Regions from separate parts of the Hordeum vulgare genome. Here region 2 is linked to region 1. A link is a contact called in public Hi-C data. All regions are on one chromosome and are shown on one strand. Each heading gives the region's core, a stretch centred on a gene start, on an enhancer-like site or on the middle of the called end of the contact. The rest is flanking DNA. Distances are from core to core; before and after follow the strand shown. Region 1 holds the start of LOC123452209 (protein RDM16). Region 2 holds the start of LOC123398000 (FRIGIDA-like protein 3).

What was found. Hi-C and Micro-C count contacts between places; a contact is called where the count stands out from the background.
Region 2: a contact with region 1 is called in a Hi-C map of seedling, with 2.8 times the contacts expected there. The contact joins the promoter of LOC123398000 here to the promoter of LOC123452209 in region 1. A contact is called at or near these places in 1 of 6 Hi-C or Micro-C datasets (seedling) and 1 of 1 datasets of contacts at active chromatin or transcription factors (embryo).

What each region holds. Positions count from the first base shown.
Region 1 is chr5H:358,805,574-358,810,113 of MorexV3_pseudomolecules_assembly, forward strand. It overlaps LOC123452209 (protein RDM16), which reads left to right and starts at 1,990. Exons shown (of 6, transcript XM_045128820.1): 1 at 1,990-2,748; 2 at 3,188-3,460; 3 at 3,549-3,938; 4 at 4,019-4,213; 5 at 4,309-4,472. The coding sequence starts at 2,143.
Region 2 is chr5H:358,961,113-358,966,139 of MorexV3_pseudomolecules_assembly, forward strand. LOC123398000 (FRIGIDA-like protein 3) reads right to left here and starts at 2,195. Exons shown (of 4, transcript XM_045092509.1): 1 at 1,914-2,195; 2 at 502-1,548. The coding sequence starts at 1,537.

The DNA.
Region 1 (4,540 bases), core at 740-3,239:
AACACATGGAAGAGCTCAGCCTAGTGAGTGACATTGGATGAAACAGTCTACTGGTTGAAGTAGATTGTATGGAGGACATTGAAATGATGCAGAACGCTGGCAACTCGATGGGACCGACAACGACCATCTATGAGGAATGCACTTTCTTGTGTAAAAATTTCAATTCCGATAGTTTTTACCACTGCATTAGAGAAACCAATATGATGGCGAATTTGCTGGCTCGTATAGTGGAGGATTCGCGAACTCTTGTTTAGCAGTCCGAACCTCTTTATTTGATGTGCTAGCGAACGATGTATCCTCGCCTTCACACGAAATATAAATATGATATTTCCCCTAAAAAGAGGGGTCACGATAACGCTCACACGTATGGTGGGAGAAACATCCGTCCACATGCCTATAACACACCGATTGCGTCACGTCACTGCGTGCATGCATGTGGGGATCTTTTTTGATTTCCAGTTTTTAAAATGTTTTATCTCTTAAATGAAAAATCCGATTGAAGATCCGTTTTCACCATTAAATCAATCGCGACGAGGTCTACGAAACTAGATCTCATATCAATATGTTTCGGTGACTTTTTTTGGGTTAAAACTTGCCATGTCTATTGCATATGAATCGTCATGGTGTTTACAGCGAAGTTGCCATGATATGTTTAAGGTATTTTTTTCTTCTATCTTTAAAAGTAAATTTTGATGGATTAATAAATAATTGCCATGATCCATGCATTAAATTTGTTGTGGTTAATTACTAAAAATTGCCATGGTCAATTAATAAAATTGTCATAAAAAAGTAGTTGGAAAAATATACCGATAGCTTTAAATTTAGAAAAAAAAGATGAACATTGTCATGACAATTTTAGTGTAAACACTATGTCAACTACAGTGTAACATCATGGTAACTGTTGCCTAATTTTTTTCAATGAAACATATCAACATGAGATCTAATTTTAAAGATCTCGTTGAGCCGGATTTAATGATGAAAATGAATTTTTAATTGGATTTTTTGAGTAGAAGATAAAACTTTTTTAAGCCAAAAATTAAAAAAGATTTTCGCTGATGTCATCGGTTTTGACGTGGCAAAATAAATGATAATGAAGGCGTGCGGCAAATTACAAAAGTCCACACGGGTGGGCATTATTATTTTTTCCAAAAAGAGAGTTTGAGTTTAGATTTCTCATTTTCTTTTTAAAGGGAATTTAGATTTAACATTCTTTTTGAATGGGAATCTATTTCTCATTTTTTTAGGAAAACATGAACTTAGAGATAACCAAAACATCGTTTATGAGTAACATTATAATTTCAACTAATGGTTCTTAAGACCATTCAGAAGTCTAAGAAAATCTTGCTAGTCTAGCGAGTTTATGAACAACTTTATTTGCTTCTCTATTACAATGTTCAAATCTAGTAACTACAAAATCACATGCATAATGAAAACAATCATCGAATATTGCCGCCGTCGCACCCGCAAATCGTCCTCCATCCTTCATTGTCGCAATGACCTCCATATTGTCCGAGTTAATAATGAGGCGATTGCAACCCGCTTTTTGCGCCAGTGTTAGGTCAAATTTGAGCGCTAGTGCTTCAACCATCAATACATCCGCATAATAGTCAATTTTGTTGTTTCCTCCTGCAATAAATCTTCCTTTACCATCTCTAAGGACTATCCCATCATGCCTCGTAACAGATTATGGTCAAAAGAAGCATCCACATTAAGTTTCATAAATCCCACGGGGGACAAGATCATTCCTCCCTTCTCACTGAGACCTTTGGAGATGATGCATTGACAAAGTTTGTTGTTAGGACTAAAATTTCCATAGAAAACAGATGAGCATTCTGAGTTTTCTTCTTATGAGATACCATGCTGAGAATTAGATTTCTCATCCTAATTGACTGCTCAACCGACTTTGATTCTGACCGGAGTCCTCCTCGTCACCTCCCAGTTCCGATCGATAGAACTTAAACCCCTACAAGGCCTCAAAGCATTCGTATCGGCCGGCCGGCCCGCTCACCCAGCCCAGTAGCGGCGCCCAGCAGACGCCCCACGCCCTAACCCTAGCACCGCGGCGCCCCCATCTCCGGCGCGCTGCTCCCATCCGTCCGTCTGAAGTCGACTCCACCCCTAACCCCATCCCCATCCCCTCCCATGGATCGCGACCGATCTTCTCGCCGCGACCGTGATCGCGACCGCGGCGATGACCGCCGCACCACCCACGAGCGCGGTGAGGACCACCACCGACGCCGCCGCCACGACAGCGACGGCCATCAGCACCACCACAAGCGCGACGCCGAAGACGACCACCGCCGTCGTCGCCACGACGACGGTGGTGTAGAGGAAGACCGCCGCCGTGCTCGCCGACACCGTTCCCATTCCCCCTCCGAGTCCCCACCGACCGCGAAGCGGGATCGGTCGTCGAGCCGCGCTCCTCGGGATTCCGTTGAGCGCCGCGATTCCGCCGACCGAGAGCCGCTGCCGCCGCCGCCGCCGTCACGGAAACGGAAGGACCACGACAGCGGCGGCGGCCGCCGCGACAGCAACGAGCCCGACCGGGAAGGGGGGAAGCGGCCGAGGGCCTCAGTGGAGCCTCCTCCGCGGAAGGAGGAAAGGCCAAGGCGAGAGCGCAGGAGGTTTGAGGATGTTGATGCGTATGGTGATGAGAGGGGTAAGGGGGAAAAGGGCAGTTCGTCTCGTGAGCACAAGAAGGTAGAGTCAGGTGCCAATGGAGATTCACAGAGCGGCGCAGCCCCTAATGTAAGAATTTTTTGTGCTGTTTTCTTATATTGTGCGTAGTGATGTGATTTATGTTTCTGAAATTTTTGCAAGTGATTCCTAATGTGCTCGAGTACCAGTTTGATGAACCTAGAATTATGTAGTTTGTGATAGTTGTCCTACTACTTTCACTTGTATAGTTCATAAAAATGTAAGAAAGGGATGCTGTTGCATCTGTGTAGTTCGTAGTGCACATTGCTGGTGATTGGTGAATATGATACTCCCTCTGTAAACTAACATAAGATCTTTTAGATCACTAGAGGGAGTACTTATTTAGTGAATATATGAGGGTAAACCCAACAAGTACTTCTGTTTTCTTTGGAAGAAATTTGATCAACAGTTAGTTTTCTCTTTAAGACGTTGATCTCAGGTTCATAATTGGATCCATTCCTATGCTGACTTTGCATCTTATATTTTGCAGGGTGGTGCTCAGCAGCCGCTCAATTCTGCACCTGCTGTTGCGGTGCCATCTGCTAATCCTGTTTCTTCAAAGGTATCTTCGATTACTACCACCAATGAAAATGGGGGAGTTAGTATTAGATCTGATGAAGTTACTGGAAAATCTAGTACAGATGGAACTGCAAATTCATCCGCTGGCAGAAGTAGTAACTTAAGTCTTGATGCTTTAGCGAAAGCCAAAAAAGCTTTGCAACTGAAGAAGGAATTATCAGAAAAGCTCAAGAGATTACCTGCGGTAAGGCATTTCAACGATTATTAGTCCTTTGCTTCAATGTTCTTGTTATACTTTTGTAACCATTCTAAGCTCATGTTTGTCCATGCAGCTTAATAAACTTGGCACTCCTATTCCTGATACACAAACTCCTAAGAAAGAAACACAGTCTGTTTCTGGCTCGAGTGCATCTGCAGTCCATGTGGGTGCATCTTCTGAACTGCCCGCTAGTAGTGTCTCTGCTGGCATTTCAGGGCTTACCAACATTCCCAATTTGGATGCTGTGAAGCGAGCACAAGAGCTTGCTGCTAAGATGGGATTTCGCCAGGACCCACAGTTTGCACCTCTTATCAACATGTTCCCTGGTACATCTGGTGAACTGACTGTTCCTCAAAGACCTGCCAAGGCTCCTGTTCTCCGACTCGATGCTCAAGGTAGGGAAATTGATGAGAATGGAAATGTTATCAGCATGACCAAACCAAGCAACCTGAGTACTCTAAAGGTAAATTTCTGCAACTTAGCATATATTTCACGACGATATGTAGTTCTGTACATTGACCCAATACTTTTGGTTCATCCTAGGTTAACATTAACAAGCAGAAGAAGGATGCATTCCAAATTATCAAACCAGACTTGGAGTCGCTTGCAAAAGCTACTGTTCATTTTGATGAAAGGATGGGCATCAACCCAACTAAGCTCCTTCGTCCTAAAAGGCCAGGATTCCAGTTTATTGAGGAAGGCAAACTTTCGAGGCAGGCTGAATTGCAGAGGATTAAGGTCTGTAAGGATCAACCTCTTTTTGGATATATTACAGTCATGTGTTAGTTTATTGTACCTTCGGTACCTAAACTTATAATTGTTTGATTGTGCAGAACCAATTTGGCGAAGCACAAGCCAAAGAGCTCAAAGTAAAGCAAGCTCAACTTGCTAAGGCAAAGGTCGAGGTAGACATGAACCCGAACCTAATTGAAATCGCTCCTGGTGGAAGGCCTCCAAAGCGAAAGCAGAAGGAAGAGATTCCTGACATTGAGCCATGGTTTGCTGCTGCCTCACTTTGTTGATCGTTTGTAGACCCCCTTTATCAGTAATACATCAACTAATGCC
Region 2 (5,027 bases), core at 945-3,444, 160 kb after region 1:
TATCCGTTGTGTGTGGAGGTGGGTGGGTTTTGGGGGGGAGGCTTGTGATTCAGTGGTACTTACACAACATATGCACCACAACCACACATTAGACAAAACAGAACAGAAATTATGGAGAGTAATTTTTCAGATCAATTATTCAAGAATATGGGCATGCTTTACAAGCAGTAGTGCAAGCAAAGAAAAGATTAACGGGTTAAGATGTAGCTGATGTGCATTGCCTGTAAGTTGTTGTAACAGCAAAAGTAGCAATTACGGGAATCTGAAAGAACTTCTGGAGGTGCTAGTACAAGAAACCATTATGCTTTTGAGTTTGCACATATGTTCAGTGAACTCAGGACCAGCAAATATGTTAGACAAGTTGGAAAACTAAGATTTATCCAAGTGAAAACAACATTCAATTAGCATTTGAACTGGCATGACGAAACAGTATCATTAATTCATCATCATAAACAATGTTTATTGGCGATAGATGCATGATTAGTTCATCATTGCACTGACCTGGCATCTTCTGTGACAACCCAAGCAGTCGGCAAAGCTCAGGTGTTTGACGACGTCGACTAACAGAAGGAAGTAGTTTGCAAAGTTCATCTTCATTAAATTCAGAAAAAATACCGAAGGTAGCAAGCAGTTGAAGAAATGCATGTGCTTCCAGGCAGTTTCCATTGCTAGCATCAATGTCAAGACTGTCCAACTTGGACTTCCATTCAAATGCAATCTTTTTGGCCCGATCTTTGACATTTGTTGCAAACATTTGCCCCTCAGACAACAAGCCGGTTATGTCATCAGCTTGCAGCTGTACAAGAGACTCCATCAGCATAAGGCACGTCCTTCTTACACCCAGAAGGTCTCCATCCTTTTTCCCATCCAACACCAGATTATCTCCAGAATAGAAGTCCTCCAAGGAATCCAACACCAGGACATATGGTTGCGATGCTCCCTTGAGTGCACTCGGGATTTCCTCACGAATAGACGTCAAGTTCTTTCTGTTGTCTGATATGAACTTATGAAGCCCTTTAACATTCATCTCCTCGCAGAGAATGGCAAGTTCAGAACGAGGCTTCACAGCAGCATTGCCATCTTGCAATCGTGCATTTCCTTCGGGAGAATGCTTCGGCCACTTCACATCAAGAGTACCCACAGTATAATTACCCTGTGGCTTATTCATTGGGGTGATATAATTAGTGTTTAGCGACAGCTTGGACTTGCCAAAGATCATAGCTAATGCAGCATCTCTTTTCTCTTGCAGCCTTTCCAGAGAAGTCAGCTCCTTAGCCACCACAACAGCCTCCTGCTGCTCCAGCATCTTCTCCGATTTTGCGACTGTCTCCTGGAACTCCTTCTCCTGCTTTTTCAGCTCATCAAACTTTTTCTTGAGCGACTGCTCAAGGCCACGGAAATGGTCCTCGAGTTGCTTCCACTTGAAGTTCATGGTAACAGCACTCTGGCTCTCAAGTTCAGCAAATGCTTGCTGAAGCTGCTGTATCTTCAAGCTTGTGGACTCCATAAGGGTAGCCACGGACTCCATGTCAGACATGGTGACAGACTCTGCATGGGAGGCAACAACACAATCAGTTAATATACTTCATCCAAACGGCACACACAATCGAAGCAACGGAGCTTAAATTTCACATGTTTCCATCGAATTGAATCAATTATCTTACACGCGACCTTGTTAGCAAGGACAGCGAAACAAGGCTAGGCACCAATTCGGCTTCTAGTGCTGTACCACATACAAGAAAAGAGTACAAGGAAGCGGTAGCCGTCTTCCCTTCGGGCGGAGCATGGATGCCTCGTTGGGCCAGACAATCAAGGGCTACCTACCCCCGCCGCTCTCGCACCATGCAATCGAGTAGAAAATGGCACCCCAGACGTCTAGATCTGAGACTAGGGAGAAGAAACTGGCCACTTACTTTAACCGAGGCGGGCAGGCGTTGGACGAGCTTGCCGTCGCTGCTCGCCCCCGCCCCCGCCTCCGCCTACGGCGGCTGGGGGAGGAGATCGAGGGGGTGGAAGGCGGATTGGGGAAGGGCTGGACGGGGGAGGAAAGGAGAGCAAACCCTAGGCGAGGTCGCGTGGAGTGTTGCTTTTTGGGGGATGGGGATGGAGACGAGGAGAACTAGGCGGTGGGATGCGGAGGCGAGGGCAGCAACCAGTGCGCGGGGAAAGTCATGGGGCCTAGCTGCTAGTGACTAGAGCAAGCGACCGGAGTAGCGTGGAGCCGTGGACTGTGCAGCAGTATGTTGTTTTTGGGGGGGGGGGGGGGGGGGGGGGGGCAATTATGGAAACGGGAGAAGTTTATTATAGAAGAAAAGAGAAATAAATTTTCACAGTTCAGTTACAACAAAAGATTAGATGGTGTTAGATGGTGTTACGTCGTCGTTCATGAGAACGAAACGTAGCTGAGTTGGCAAGACGTGAGAGTTCGCACCCAAATCACCAATGTTCGAGTCTCGACTCGAGCGTTTGGTGCTCATGAAGTTTTCTTCTACAAAAAATTACCAACAGGCTAGTCTAGTCCGGGTTGGTCAAGGTGCGGGAATTCGCGGCCAGCCCATCACTGTTCGAGTCTCGGCTCGAGCGCTCGGTGCTCATAGAGTTTTCTTCTATAAAAAAATGCCAACAAGCTGGTCTAGTCCGGGTTGGTCTCGTTTAAAAGGAGAACGGAGTGTAGCTTGGTTGGCAAGGTGCGGAAGTTCGCAGCCAGCCCATCAGTGTTCGAGTCTTGGCTCGAGCGCTCGGTGCTCACGGAGTTTTCTTCAATAAAAAATGTCATCCGGCTAGTCTAGCCCGGGTTGGTCTCGTTCTTTTTTACGTCATTGTCCACCTCGTATGAACTATTTGGATTACTCGCCTTATGTCCATTCCAGCGCCGCCACAAAGAACGCATCCAACTCACCACGTATTAGTCCCGCGTGCATCTATATCTTACTTTCACTCGCAATCCGGAGTAGAACCCGCAACAGACAGGCCGTCGCTCCGTCTAAGACTATGGCATTCATGTGTTTCCATAGTTCCCATATGGCAAGGAGGCATAAGGTACCTATCGTTATTGCTCAATGCCCCCGCATACCCTGCCTAGCACAACAGTGAGGCAGTGTCTCTCCCGCTCGTGGCGTACCGTGCGAAATGCCTAGGGACGTGAAGCCCTTGGCCCATACTTCCCGCACTAGAACGAACTCAATGAGTAGATGGTCAATCGTATCGTTGTTCTTATCGCAGAAAGGGCACACGTCTTGGAGCGGCAACCCCCTTCGTGACAATCTATATGAAGTCCAGCATCAGTTCATGATCGCTAGCCATGCGAAGAATCTGCATCGGAGCGGGGTCCGCAAGCGCCATGTGAATGCTGTGATGGGTGATACCTCCCGACCTGCAAACTTGGTCACATAGGCCGACTTGGCAAAAAATTGCATCCTTCTCCCAGGACCAGGTGATACGATCACTGGACCGATCGTCCAGCTGGACCATCGCGGCCATAGGCCAGATGCCGATGTACTCCTCTAGGACTTCCGCGCCCATGGTTGGCCCAATATATGTGGCCCATCGTCCCTCGGCAATGGCCTCATAAACCGTTCTTGACCTCCTCGTTCTAGCCGGAATCTGCTCATATAGCCATGGCACAAGCTCGTGCATCTGGTAGCCGTTGAGCCATCGATCCTCCTAGAATAGTGTGTCTCCTCATCACCAATGACTGCTCGAGTCATCGTCTGAAATAGCTACATGTACTCCTTTGGCACATAGAACGTGAACTCCGACCAGGGCCTATTTTTATCCGCCCATTGCAACTATAACCACTTGGTCTGTGTAACGACTAAGATGCGGTCCTTTCCGGTTTAGGGGAACGAGGACCCAAAGAGGAAAGAAGCACATCTAAGCGTTTTGCAAGCACGATAACATAGCGCAAACATAATAATAGAATGACAAATAAGGATTCAACTTCCATCTCATAAATAATCTGAGAGTTACATCACGCATCCACACAAGGTAGTTCCGCTACGGACTACAAAACATGAGAAATGGCTATGCTACCCTGCATGCTTGCCCACGATCACGACCACGCCTCAGTCTTCTGGATAGTTCACGTAGAGGCGGTCGTTCTGCTCATCGTACTGCCACGCCAGCTGCGAGCCGTCGGGATCACCTGTCTGGGGGGTACATGTACCTGTTGGTGCGTTGAAGTAATCTGTGAGCCACAGGGACTCAGCAATCTATGACCTCGGTGCCAGAAGTAGTCAAGTTATTAGGTAAGGAAGGTTCAGTGTTTAGGTTGCCGCATCCTAAGCATTATGGTGGCTAACTTACGTAGAACATGTATTGGAGGTGGTCTATACTAGCGATCGATGATTAGCTGATCACTAAGTGATCCTGAACACCTACTTACGTCAATCATAACCCCACCGTGTTCCCGATCAAAGAGAGGTCTTCGAAGGGGACAGTCACGGTTACGCACACAGTTGGCAATTTTATTAGATTAGGTTCAAGTTATCTATAACCGGATGTTAACAAATATTCCAAGTTGCCACATAACCGCGGGCACGACTTTCCAAAAGATTAAACCCTCCAGGGGTGCTCCAACTAGTCCATTACAAAGGGTCACGGGCCGCAAAGTAATCCTCTATCACGAATCTCGTGATATCGTCGGATTCCTTAGAGGAAAACCTCAACTCTGGGGAGAACCAAAGCTTCACCAGGATTCCTATACGCAAGATATATCGCTACGTAAGACAAGACTAGCAGGACCTCCCATCGTGTCGACGACCCCGATAAGAGCCACGTATCTCAGTCTCAGGACACGACGGATGGAACTAGCTACGAGAACCAAACCTCAAGTTTCCTTGTGGTGACCCCGCAGGCAGACCAGGTTGGACCAACACTCATGAGGAGCACTGGCCCGGGTTGTTGATTAAAGATCCTCGGGGTGATCATTCCCTATGCAGATTATTATTAAGTGATTATCAAATTAACACCAATGTTGGGTCCTGCCGGACAAGTCTTAACACTACGCGATTTATCAAGGGGGTCCC